Regions from separate parts of the Sus scrofa genome. Here regions 1 and 3 are each linked to region 2. Evidence: chromatin contacts called from public HiChIP or PLAC-seq data. All regions are on one chromosome and are shown on one strand. Each heading gives the region's core, a stretch centred on a gene start, on an enhancer-like site or on the middle of the called end of the contact. The rest is flanking DNA. Distances are from core to core; before and after follow the strand shown. Region 1 overlaps THSD7B (thrombospondin type-1 domain-containing protein 7B). Region 2 overlaps DARS (aspartate--tRNA ligase, cytoplasmic). Region 3 overlaps THSD7B (thrombospondin type-1 domain-containing protein 7B).

Region 1 (3,283 bases), core at 14-2,513, 340 kb before region 2:
CCAGTCTGTGGTATTCTATTTTAGCAGCTAGAGTTGACCTAAAGCCTTTGTAATTGCCTATGGTCAGGCCTGAAAGCTCAGACAGGTTTTGGCCAGGAGCTGACCCCCTGCTCTTCCTGTTGGTTGTGAGATGACTATCAGCAGCTCTAGACTGACAGAAATACCCAGTGGAAAGAGAGCGCTCTGTCTTAGCAGTTCCAGCAGAAACTCTGAGCCTGACTCTGGTGAGACTAACTTGGGTTCTATACCCATCCCAGAAGCAAAGACGGTGGCCAAGTGGATGGAAATAACAAATTGATTTGGATCTGAACCTGGGGGTTAAGGGCAGGACTTTCCCAAACTACTTAAACTGAGAGTGAAGGGAGGACATTTATACCAGAAGTGGAAGCAGATCCTAGGTAAGCAAAACCCATAGACACCCACTCTACAGTGCCTGAAAGTGAAAGGATTTCTTTCTTTATCCATTTAATAAATGTACACTGAACTATGTGCCAGGCACTGCTTTAGGCCCTGGAAGACAGTAGCAAACAACAGCATCAAGCTTAAATTCTACTGGGGGTGATAGATAATAAACACCAGCAGCAGGTGATATAAAGCCTCTTAGATTATGATAAGGGCTGGGGGGGAGTGGGCGGTGAAAGCAAGAAAGGAAGGTAGGAGATGTGCTTTTGAGGGAGGGGTACCCAAAAAGGCCTTGCTGAAGGCAGATAGAAATTGTGCATCCCAGAGAATAGGAAAAGTTCAAAGCAGAGGGAACAGCCAAGACAAAGCATGCTCCCTGAGATGGAAGCATGCTAGTTGTGTTCATAGTTGTATACAGGTTGAAAATGAAATGCCCAGTTAAATTTGAATTTCAGATAAACAATACATACATCTTTTAGCCTAAGTACATTCCCAATACCAAATGGGACATAGTTATGCTTAAAAATATTTTGTTTCATGTAACATTTGGAACATATTGACACTAAAAATGTATTTGCTGTTTATCTGAAATTCAAATCTAGCTGGGAGTCCTGTATTTTCATTCGCTAAATCTAACATCTCTAGGCCAGTGTGACTGAAGCAGAATGAAGAAGCAGGAGAGGGTGTTATGGGTTGCATTATGTCCCCTCAAAGAAAATATTCTGAAGTCCTCACCCCCAATACCCTAGAATGTGACCTTATTTGGTAATAGGGTCATTCCTGATGTAATTAGTTAAGATGAGCCACACTGGAACAGGGTGGGGCCTGATCCAAGATGACTGCTGTCCTTATTAGAGGGCCATGTGACAACACAGAGTCACACAGGGAGAGGGCCATGTGTTGACAGAGGCAGAGATTAAAGAGCTGCAGCTGCAAGGCAACACATGCTAAAAATAGCCACAACCACCAGAAGCTAGAAAGAGGCAAGAAAGGATCCTTCCCCTTCATGGCCCTGCCGACACCTTGATTTTGGACTTCTAGCTCTAAGAACCACGAAAAAATAAGTTTCTGTTGTTTTAAGCCACCCAGTTTGTAGTGCTTTGTTACAGCTGCCCTGGCAAAGTGACAGAAGAGAGCAGCCAAAGACAAGGGCAGAGAGGTAAGGAGGGTGACAGACAGAGCCTGTGGGGCCCGGGAGGTCACATGAGAACTTGGCTTGCACTCTGAGTCATCTGAGATTTTGGGGGGGAGGAGTGACTGTGGAAAGAGGTGTAAGAGCACTCCCAGAGGACACTCAGGAAAGAAAATGGGATGTGCTGTTCCAGGAGCTACTTGCTGTTAAGTCCTGCTAGAGTGTGGAGTGAGGGCAGTGGGCACGAATGAAGGCTGGAGAGGGGAGCCAGATCTTGAAGAGCCTCTTGGTAACAAAAAAATAGGGATATGCTTCCCCCTGTAGGCAACAGGAAGCCAAGGGAAAAGTTGGAGCAGGAAGCTGGGATCCAATATGCCCACTGTTCTTGGCTTTTATTACTCATCATACTAGTGGTAGATGCTGAAGAGCTCAAAATGAATGACTGGACAGTGGTGGAATTTCAAGTGCTATGAATGTTGAAGGAAGGGGATAACCTTCCCATTAGATGGAGGACCTTACTCCAAGCCCCTTAGATTACAGAACTGAGACAACCACATTCCCACACATGCGTCAGGCAATCTGGAAAATACCTAGGATTTCTCTGGAATATTAGAGATTCTACCCAAGACCACTGATTTGCTAAGAGAGATAAGATTCCCATCTGCAGGGCAGGGTCTAAAGGAGCAAATAGATGGTCTGGGAGAGAACAACAGGGAGGGTCTGAAAATGCAGATTCCTGGGTCCCATCCAGTGCGTCTTTTTTTTAAGATTTTTATTTTTTATATTATAGTTGATTTACAATGTTCTGTCAATTTCTACTGTGCAGCAAAGTAACCCAGTAATGCATTTTGACTAAGTCAAGGTGGTTCTGAACCACACTTTGAGAAACTCTGCCCTAGTGAGGGACTTGAGGATGTTCAGGAAGACAGTAATAAAGGCTATGGAGAACACATAAAGTAAGGGGTAGGGGAGAGGACAGGATGTGTGTGTGGGTGTAGACAGGTGTAATGGTGCACTTTTGGATAGGGTAGCAGATAATGTCACTATGGAGATGACATACGATGGAATTATGTGCAAATTTTGTAGGTATGTCCCTTCCTGGGGAAATAAATGGATACACAATTTCCAGGAAATTCTTAAAGAGATACCAGATCAAATTTGTATTGAGAACTATTTCAGATTAGTTAGCAGACATTTTCTGCTTTCAAATGGAAAGAATGTTCTTTCAGATGGAAGTTCAGAAACCACTTGTATTTTGAATGTCCATAATACTTTGACCTTAAATAGTGGTTCTTAACCTTAGTTGCATCTTAGAGTTACCTGAAGAGGTTTGAAAAACAGTAATGCCTGTTAGCCCTAGAAAGTCCGATTTATTGGTTTGGGGTATGACCTAAGAATTAGGGTAATAAAAGCTCCCCAGGAGATTCTAATTGAAGGAAAAACTGAGAAAGATACACCTATAGTTTTATATGAGCTTCACCTCATGGTAGGAAGGCTGGAATGAATATTCCCACTGGGAAAGTGAGACTCTATGATAACTTGAGGTCCCAAGACTGGTGACTAACCCAAGACTCAAGACCAATTCTGTACTCAGGCCACTATACCAGCATGAGACAGAGGTCAGAGGGTTCTGATAGGGAATGAAGGGCTAGAACTCAGGCTCCTGCACTAGAAAGGGCAGGCCCCTTAAAGTAGGAAGGCTGGAGTGATTATTCTGGGTTGGTTACTCTAGGGTACAGAGGGTAAAAA
Region 2 (2,986 bases), core at 88-2,587:
TGCAATCATTCTGTTGTGATAGCATGCACATTTGGAAAACTTCTCAGTATCATCAGGAAAAAAGTGAGAGTGAAAGGTATTATTATGAAAAAATAGGTTTGACATACAGACTCTGAAAGTGTCTTGGGGACCTTCACTGGTGCCCAGAAGATACTTGGAGAACCATTGATTGCTCTATGTCAGCTTTTATCTGTTCCTTCAGTCTTGAACTAGCAGGTAAAACCCCGGAATCAGTGAAGGTGTGGGAAGTTAATTATTTTGACATCCCAGTAATGAGTCAGGGGGTTGGGGAATGGGAAGTAGAAAAAAAGCTTTAACCTCAACTCATTCTCTTCTTTCTATCTCTCTTTTAACAGTAACCTTTCTGGCCCCACTTCTTGTTTCTTGAATCCTTGATTCGGGGGTATAACATTAACACACATGAACATAACTCTTCTTAACTTAAAAATTAACATGGCTTCTAAAAATTTTTTTTGTACTTTAAAAAAATCAGTAAAATCTGCTTTTTCAACTTTTTTTTTAGGAAGGAAGAGCTACTGTTAACCAGGATACAAGATTAGACAACAGAATCATTGATCTTAGGGTATGCCTTATTTGTTTATGCTGAAATCAAGGTGGGCAGGGATACCATACCTGTCTCAGGGTTATAGAACTAATTGGTATTTACATATAGGTAATGTGATAATACAAGAAATAATTTACCTTTTTGACTAACCCTTCCCCAAAGGAGAATTGCTGTCAACAAGGACAATCAAGTAATAGTTCACAGGATACTGACTTGCTTTGTTTTAAAATGACAAAGGAGGAGTTCCCATCGTGGCTCAGTGGGTTACAAACCCGACTAGTATCCAAGAGGATGCAGGTTTGATCCCTGGCCTCACTCAGTGGGTTAAGGATCTGGCGTTGCCATGAGCTGGGGTGTAGGTCCTATATACGGCTCAGATCCCATGTTGCTGTGGCTGTGGTGTAGGCCAGCAAGCTGCAGCACCAATTTGACCCTTAGCCTGGGAACGTCTATATGCTGCAGGTGCAGCCCTAAAAAAGGCAAAAAATAAATAAAATTACAAAGGGAGGTGAAGCCAATAAATTGGCTTCCTTCCAGGGGATACCTTTTTCAAACAAGTTAGCAAGTGAAAATAGGACCATAAATATTACTCCAAAATTGTGAAAGAAGTTGTGTGCACATTTTACAGCCAGATGGAGATTAGTAGTTAATGTCTCAATCCTTTGAATTAGATCTAGCACAAAATTAGTAATAAAGAAGTAGATGGCCCCGGTAGTGTATATAGTAATCTCATGGGTCTTCTGTTTCCCTTTCTGGTTTGGTTGCAAGTGAAAGAGTTCATTGGTTTCATCATTGTAGTAAAACCATTGTCATCTCCCTTTCTTAATGTTTTGACCACATCTTCCCCCTTTACTTAAATAATCTACCTAAAGGTTAAATGCTTTGTCACCTTAAGAGTTCTTTCCAACTTTTCTGTAGTCATATGGGTCTGCCCTTATTGTACACTGATGTTTCCCCTAATTATTTGGTTTTTGTTTGCTTTTACTTTTCCATTTTAATTTATAGTATACAGAAAAGACTAGCAGTAATCAAAAGTCCTCTTGATACTGCCTAGAAACCTCAGGTTTTTCATAATTTTGGCCACAGTAGTTAACCATCATACTGTATTTGCTGTTTGTTCACACAAGTTACTGGTTAAGCCTTTAATATTTGGCTTTAAGAGTTTTTTATTTTTTTAATTTGACCCACATCTGTTTTGGTCAAGTTTATTGCCATCATTGAAAAACGGAGGATTTAAATCTCCATTAAATCTAGGTGGCTTGGAGTTCCCATTGTGGCTCATTGGGTTAAGAATCTAACTAGTATCCATGAGGATGGGGGTTTGATCCCTGGCCTCACTCACTGGGTTAAGGATCCAGCATTGTTGTGGCTGTGGCATAGGCCAGCACCTGCAGCTCCAATCTGACCCCTACCCTGGGAACTTTCATATGTCATAGGTGCAACCAAATAAATAAATGAATAAATAAATAAATCTAGGTGTTTTTTGGGGGGTGGAGCCGTAAAAATCAGTCAATCAATCAATCTAGGTGGCTTTTATTAAAAAGTTAGAGATAAACACATCAATAACAGGCCTGCATGGCAACATCATCAACTCTAGACAGGGCATTCTGCTGGAAAGTACCATTCATTCACTCTATTTATGTTTTTTGGCCCTTGTAAACATTTACCTTTTTTTAACCCTTACTTTGAGTTTACATTTTTGGGAAGCATTCTGTTCATTAGTAACTTGAAATCTTTTATACATCTTTGCTTATCTAAACTTTTGTGTAATAACCCCAATCCAGTTCTTTTCTAGACCCTTTGCTTAACAAAGAGATGGAGAGGTTGGAAACAAAGGACAAAATTGTCATTCTTCTTCTGTAATATGAAAAATTCTAAGATATATCCTTATTCTGATATTGTCATGTAGCCTGACTTTTCTCTCCTGTAATCAATTGTTTCTCTATGAACTTTGCAGGCAGGTGGCCTGATTAAAAAATATTCCATCTTATTTAATGTCAAATTGATTTAATTAGCTTTTACTATTGTCTTATAGACATCAACTAGTCAGGCAGTCTTCCGTCTCCAGTCTGGCATTTGCCATCTTTTCCGAGAAAATTTAATTAACAAGGGTTTTGTGGAGATCCAAACTCCTAAAATTATCTCAGGTATGCTTTAAGATATTCCTCTTAATTTTAAAAAATAAATTTGTTTTCCCTTGAGTTTCTTAATTTAGTTTTGTGGTGGTTTTTTTTGTTTGTTTGTTTTTGTTTGTTTTTTGTGTTTTTTTTTGCGGATCCCAGGTATTCTTTAAAGTTTATTTCCCAGAGACTGTTTATTTTGAAGACTATGCTGTTTACCACCAGCCACATATCACTAACATCAGTAATATTAAATCCTCTTATTTCAGGAGTTGTTAATGTGATAATGGTTATAAAATGA
Region 3 (3,234 bases), core at 68-2,567, 380 kb before region 2:
AAAAGGGCTTGAGCATCCAAGGATTTTGGTATCTGAGGGTGTCCTGGAACCAATCCTCCCCACCCCATACTGAGGATGGGCTACCATCTCGTCTCTCCCTCCTGCCTTCCCTTTCCTCATTCATTCTCTCCCTCTCTCTCTTGCCCCCCTCCTCCGCTTCTTCTCTCATTCCCTCCTTCTCTCTCTCCTTCTTTCCCTGCCTTCCCCTTTCCTAACCTGGAGGTTCTCTTTTTTCTACCTCTTTTTCTTGCTCACCCTCCCTGACAATGCACAGCCATTCCTCGGTCCTTAGAATTGATGTCCTGCCATATTTGTAGCTGAACAGTCTTCCCCTCCTCCCTGGAGCCCTCCAGAAATCCCTTTCTCAGCAATTTGCAAATGGTACCTAGGGCAGGCGCTGCTCCAGCAATGGCCCTTAAGCTGCCAGCAGCATTTCCCTAGCCAGAAGGTTAATTGGCTTGCAGGACAGAGATGGAGAGGAAACTACATCCGATTAAATTGATCCTCTCGGAGTAACAATCCACTGTGCTCCCCACCCGTCTCCACAAAGCTTCCAAGAGCAGAGTGAAGGCACGAGTTTTAAAGATGAGGAATGGCTTCTCAACAGCCTCCCTGTTCTACAAAATGACAGGTCTCCTTGTTCCCTCCCAACTCCTTCCCCCACAAGCAAATAGAGTTCGATTACCACTTCTATGGCCCTCGATATCTGCACGAATTCATCAAAGGCTCTATATTTTTGGTTTCTCATCTTGCTCTTTATTTCCGAGAAGCTTTAGCTGAGGGATATTGGGGGGGGGTTGTTTTTCTTTTTTTAAAGCACATTTAGAGTCTCCCCAAGACCTTTCAAATAATTGCCCGACCGTGAATTCTAACACGCTGTTTCATCATATTCAAACATTGACTGCCGGGGTAGAAATCTATATTCCCTCTCATACTTAAGAGCCTAATTCCCCTGAGTCATGTCTGCCCTGCTATTTTATTCTAGGTAATATCGATCTTCCTGCCTTCCTCCAAAGCGCCTTGCAGAGTGCCAATAATTTTGTAATAGAAACCTTTTATTAATGGACTCCCCACAGCTTAATTTTGTTTAGATAAGTTTAAACACACACGCACACACAGAGGGAAAAGAAATCAACAGTTGACAAACTTGTATTTGCACCACAAGTCGGGCCACCTGTGGAGCGGCTTACAGGGAGTTGGGGGTGTGGAGTGAGCAGGCGGCACTGCCACAAACAAAGCTCCAACCAGCTGCTGAGGAGCTCTGAGTCACCCGAAGCAGGCAGGATGTCCCAACTAAGCTGCAGATTGTTTGATTACACCCAGAGCTTCGTGGCACCAAGCCCAGCGGTGACTGATACATCGGGGACCAAGCCAGCTAGACACCTCTTAACCATCCCAAGATACTGAGGGACGCACAGAGAGAAAAACCTGAGATGCCTCCGGAGCAGCTGTGGGCTGATGTGTCCTATGTGTTTGACGTGAGAAGGCGTGTATTTTTTCCCCCCAAGATCAGCCTCTCACAGAGATTAAATCAGTCCCATACAGAGGAACTGGTTTTCCCACGCTGACCCGGGTTTGCAAAAGGCTCTCAAAAGTTCTTCCGAATGAAGCTAATCAGAGTGAAAGTGATGACAGGGCAGATTGTACCCACAATCCGAGTACCGGACCACAGAAGAAGCCCCACCACTGAAACCCTCCAAAGAGGCCAGCAAGAAGACCGAGGGCCAGCAGTTGGCAGAAGCCTCCTCACCTGCTGCACACAGACCTGGGCTTCCAGCAATAGGCCTTTGTGGCCTCTGCTATGGGGTGATTTCACATTCTGCAGTGACAACAATGAGGCAGAGGTGGCTTCGGACTAAGCAGAATCACCTTCAAATTTGCTTTTCTCCTGACATAACAGATTTAAGCTAACTAGCTCTATGATTCAGTAGAGAATGTGACAGCTAAATTCACCATATGTTCCTCCCCAAATATTTACCCTATTCGCCTGATGTCACGCCAGAAATCCCCTCAACTGGGGAAGGCTTAATGCTAAGACTTTTAAAGCCATTAGGACTGTAATTTAAATTAGCTTGCCCAAATGGTTGGGTGATGGTTTGTTGGAGGATGGGAGAGATGCATGGATGACAGCATAAATGGATGGAAAGAGGGATGGAGAGAAAGCAGGCTTAGCCTCCAGAAAATAGAGAATAAGACAGTAGAACACACTTCAGTAGGGGCAAGAAAGTGAGAAGAGAAATACAGAGAACATGAGATTCTACCAATTAGGACACATTTTGGAGAGAAGAGGATATGGACAAACACAGCCATACTGATGGGGAATGGAAGATGGAAGTGGAAATGATGGAGATGGAAGTCCTAGGAGAAGTGGGACAAAATGAGTATCTTCCTCACAATTTTGACCAAGCCTTTTTTTACAGTCAGAACCTCAGCTGCGTGTAGGAAGTTGCCGTCGTGGCTCAGTGGTAAAGAACCCAGCTAATATCCGTGAGGGTGTGGTTTCGATCCCTGGCCTCATTGTGTTAAGGATCCAGCACTGCCGTGGTGGAGGTCGAAGACACGGTTTGGATCCCACATTGCTGTGGCTGTGGCATAGGATGGAAGCGGCAGCTCCGACTAGACCCCTAGCCTGGAAACTTCCATACACCATAGGTGTGGCCCGAAAAAGAAAAATAAGGCTACCTCAGCTGCATGTAGAGCCACTCACCATCATTTCATTCCAGCCATTCATCCAAGTACTGCACTAGGACGGTCCATCTCCAACTCATGGAATGTAAAGGAAAAGAACCCAGAGGGAAGACTGGTTAAGGCTCTTCAGTAGTTGGATTCACGAACAGGTCCTTAGAATGGACCCCACTGTCCACAAGGGTTGCTGTGTGGCCTTCAGCAGCTAGAAGACCCACCTTCTCTGAACTGTGAACTCCTCTGGCTTTCGTGAGTTCCTGTGACATCTTCACCCCACTCAACACCCTGCCAAAGATATGGAAGAGAAAGTACATTTCAAAACCCTACCATTTGGCTACTTGTTGGCAGTGGAAATATCTAGGAAAAAGTTAAAGTGCTGGCTAGAATGGCATTGAGGGTCGAGTGACGGCTTCCTTTAATGACCCTTGGCCCTGTCAGTGGGGATGATCAAGATCCAATAAGCAACATCATCCTTCAACCTCCACACGAGGCTGCTTCCTTCAGGGAAACACCTTCATGTGTTCCACCCCCACACCCCCTACCCACCTT

Evidence for each region. HiChIP or PLAC-seq counts read pairs in DNA pulled down with a chosen protein or histone mark.
Region 1: a contact with region 2 is called in an H3K27ac HiChIP or PLAC-seq map of alveolar macrophages. The contact joins two enhancer-like sites. A contact is called at or near these places in 2 of 47 Hi-C or Micro-C datasets (embryonic fibroblasts and skeletal muscle) and 2 of 2 datasets of contacts at active chromatin or transcription factors (alveolar macrophages and skeletal muscle).
Region 3: a contact with region 2 is called in an H3K27ac HiChIP or PLAC-seq map of alveolar macrophages. The contact joins two enhancer-like sites. A contact is called at or near these places in 2 of 2 datasets of contacts at active chromatin or transcription factors (alveolar macrophages and skeletal muscle).

Annotation. Positions count from the first base shown.
Region 1 is chr15:15,523,453-15,526,735 of Sscrofa11.1, forward strand. All of the region lies in intron 2 of THSD7B (thrombospondin type-1 domain-containing protein 7B), which reads right to left. LOC110257066 (a long non-coding RNA gene) reads left to right here. Exons shown (of 2, transcript XR_002339240.1): 1 at 1-1,561. Among named protein-coding and RNA genes, the nearest start is that of THSD7B, 86 kb to the right of the region's middle. Within about 2 kb of position 1,264, at least 25 of the 83 cell types and tissues checked have an H3K27ac peak or open chromatin away from gene starts, as enhancers often do. A contact at or near this core is called in alveolar macrophages, where this site is marked.
Region 2 is chr15:15,864,389-15,867,374 of Sscrofa11.1, forward strand. DARS (aspartate--tRNA ligase, cytoplasmic) reads left to right here. Exons shown (of 16, transcript XM_003133266.5): 7 at 524-583; 8 at 2,601-2,712. Among named protein-coding and RNA genes, the nearest start is that of DARS, 55 kb to the left of the region's middle. Within about 2 kb of position 1,338, at least 1 of the 83 cell types and tissues checked has an H3K27ac peak or open chromatin away from gene starts, as enhancers often do. A contact at or near this core is called in alveolar macrophages, where this site is marked.
Region 3 is chr15:15,486,759-15,489,992 of Sscrofa11.1, forward strand. THSD7B (thrombospondin type-1 domain-containing protein 7B) reads right to left here. Exons shown (of 37, transcript XM_021075621.1): 5 at 2,904-2,970. Among named protein-coding and RNA genes, the nearest start is that of THSD7B, 120 kb to the right of the region's middle. Within about 2 kb of position 1,318, at least 15 of the 83 cell types and tissues checked have an H3K27ac peak or open chromatin away from gene starts, as enhancers often do. A contact at or near this core is called in alveolar macrophages, where this site is marked.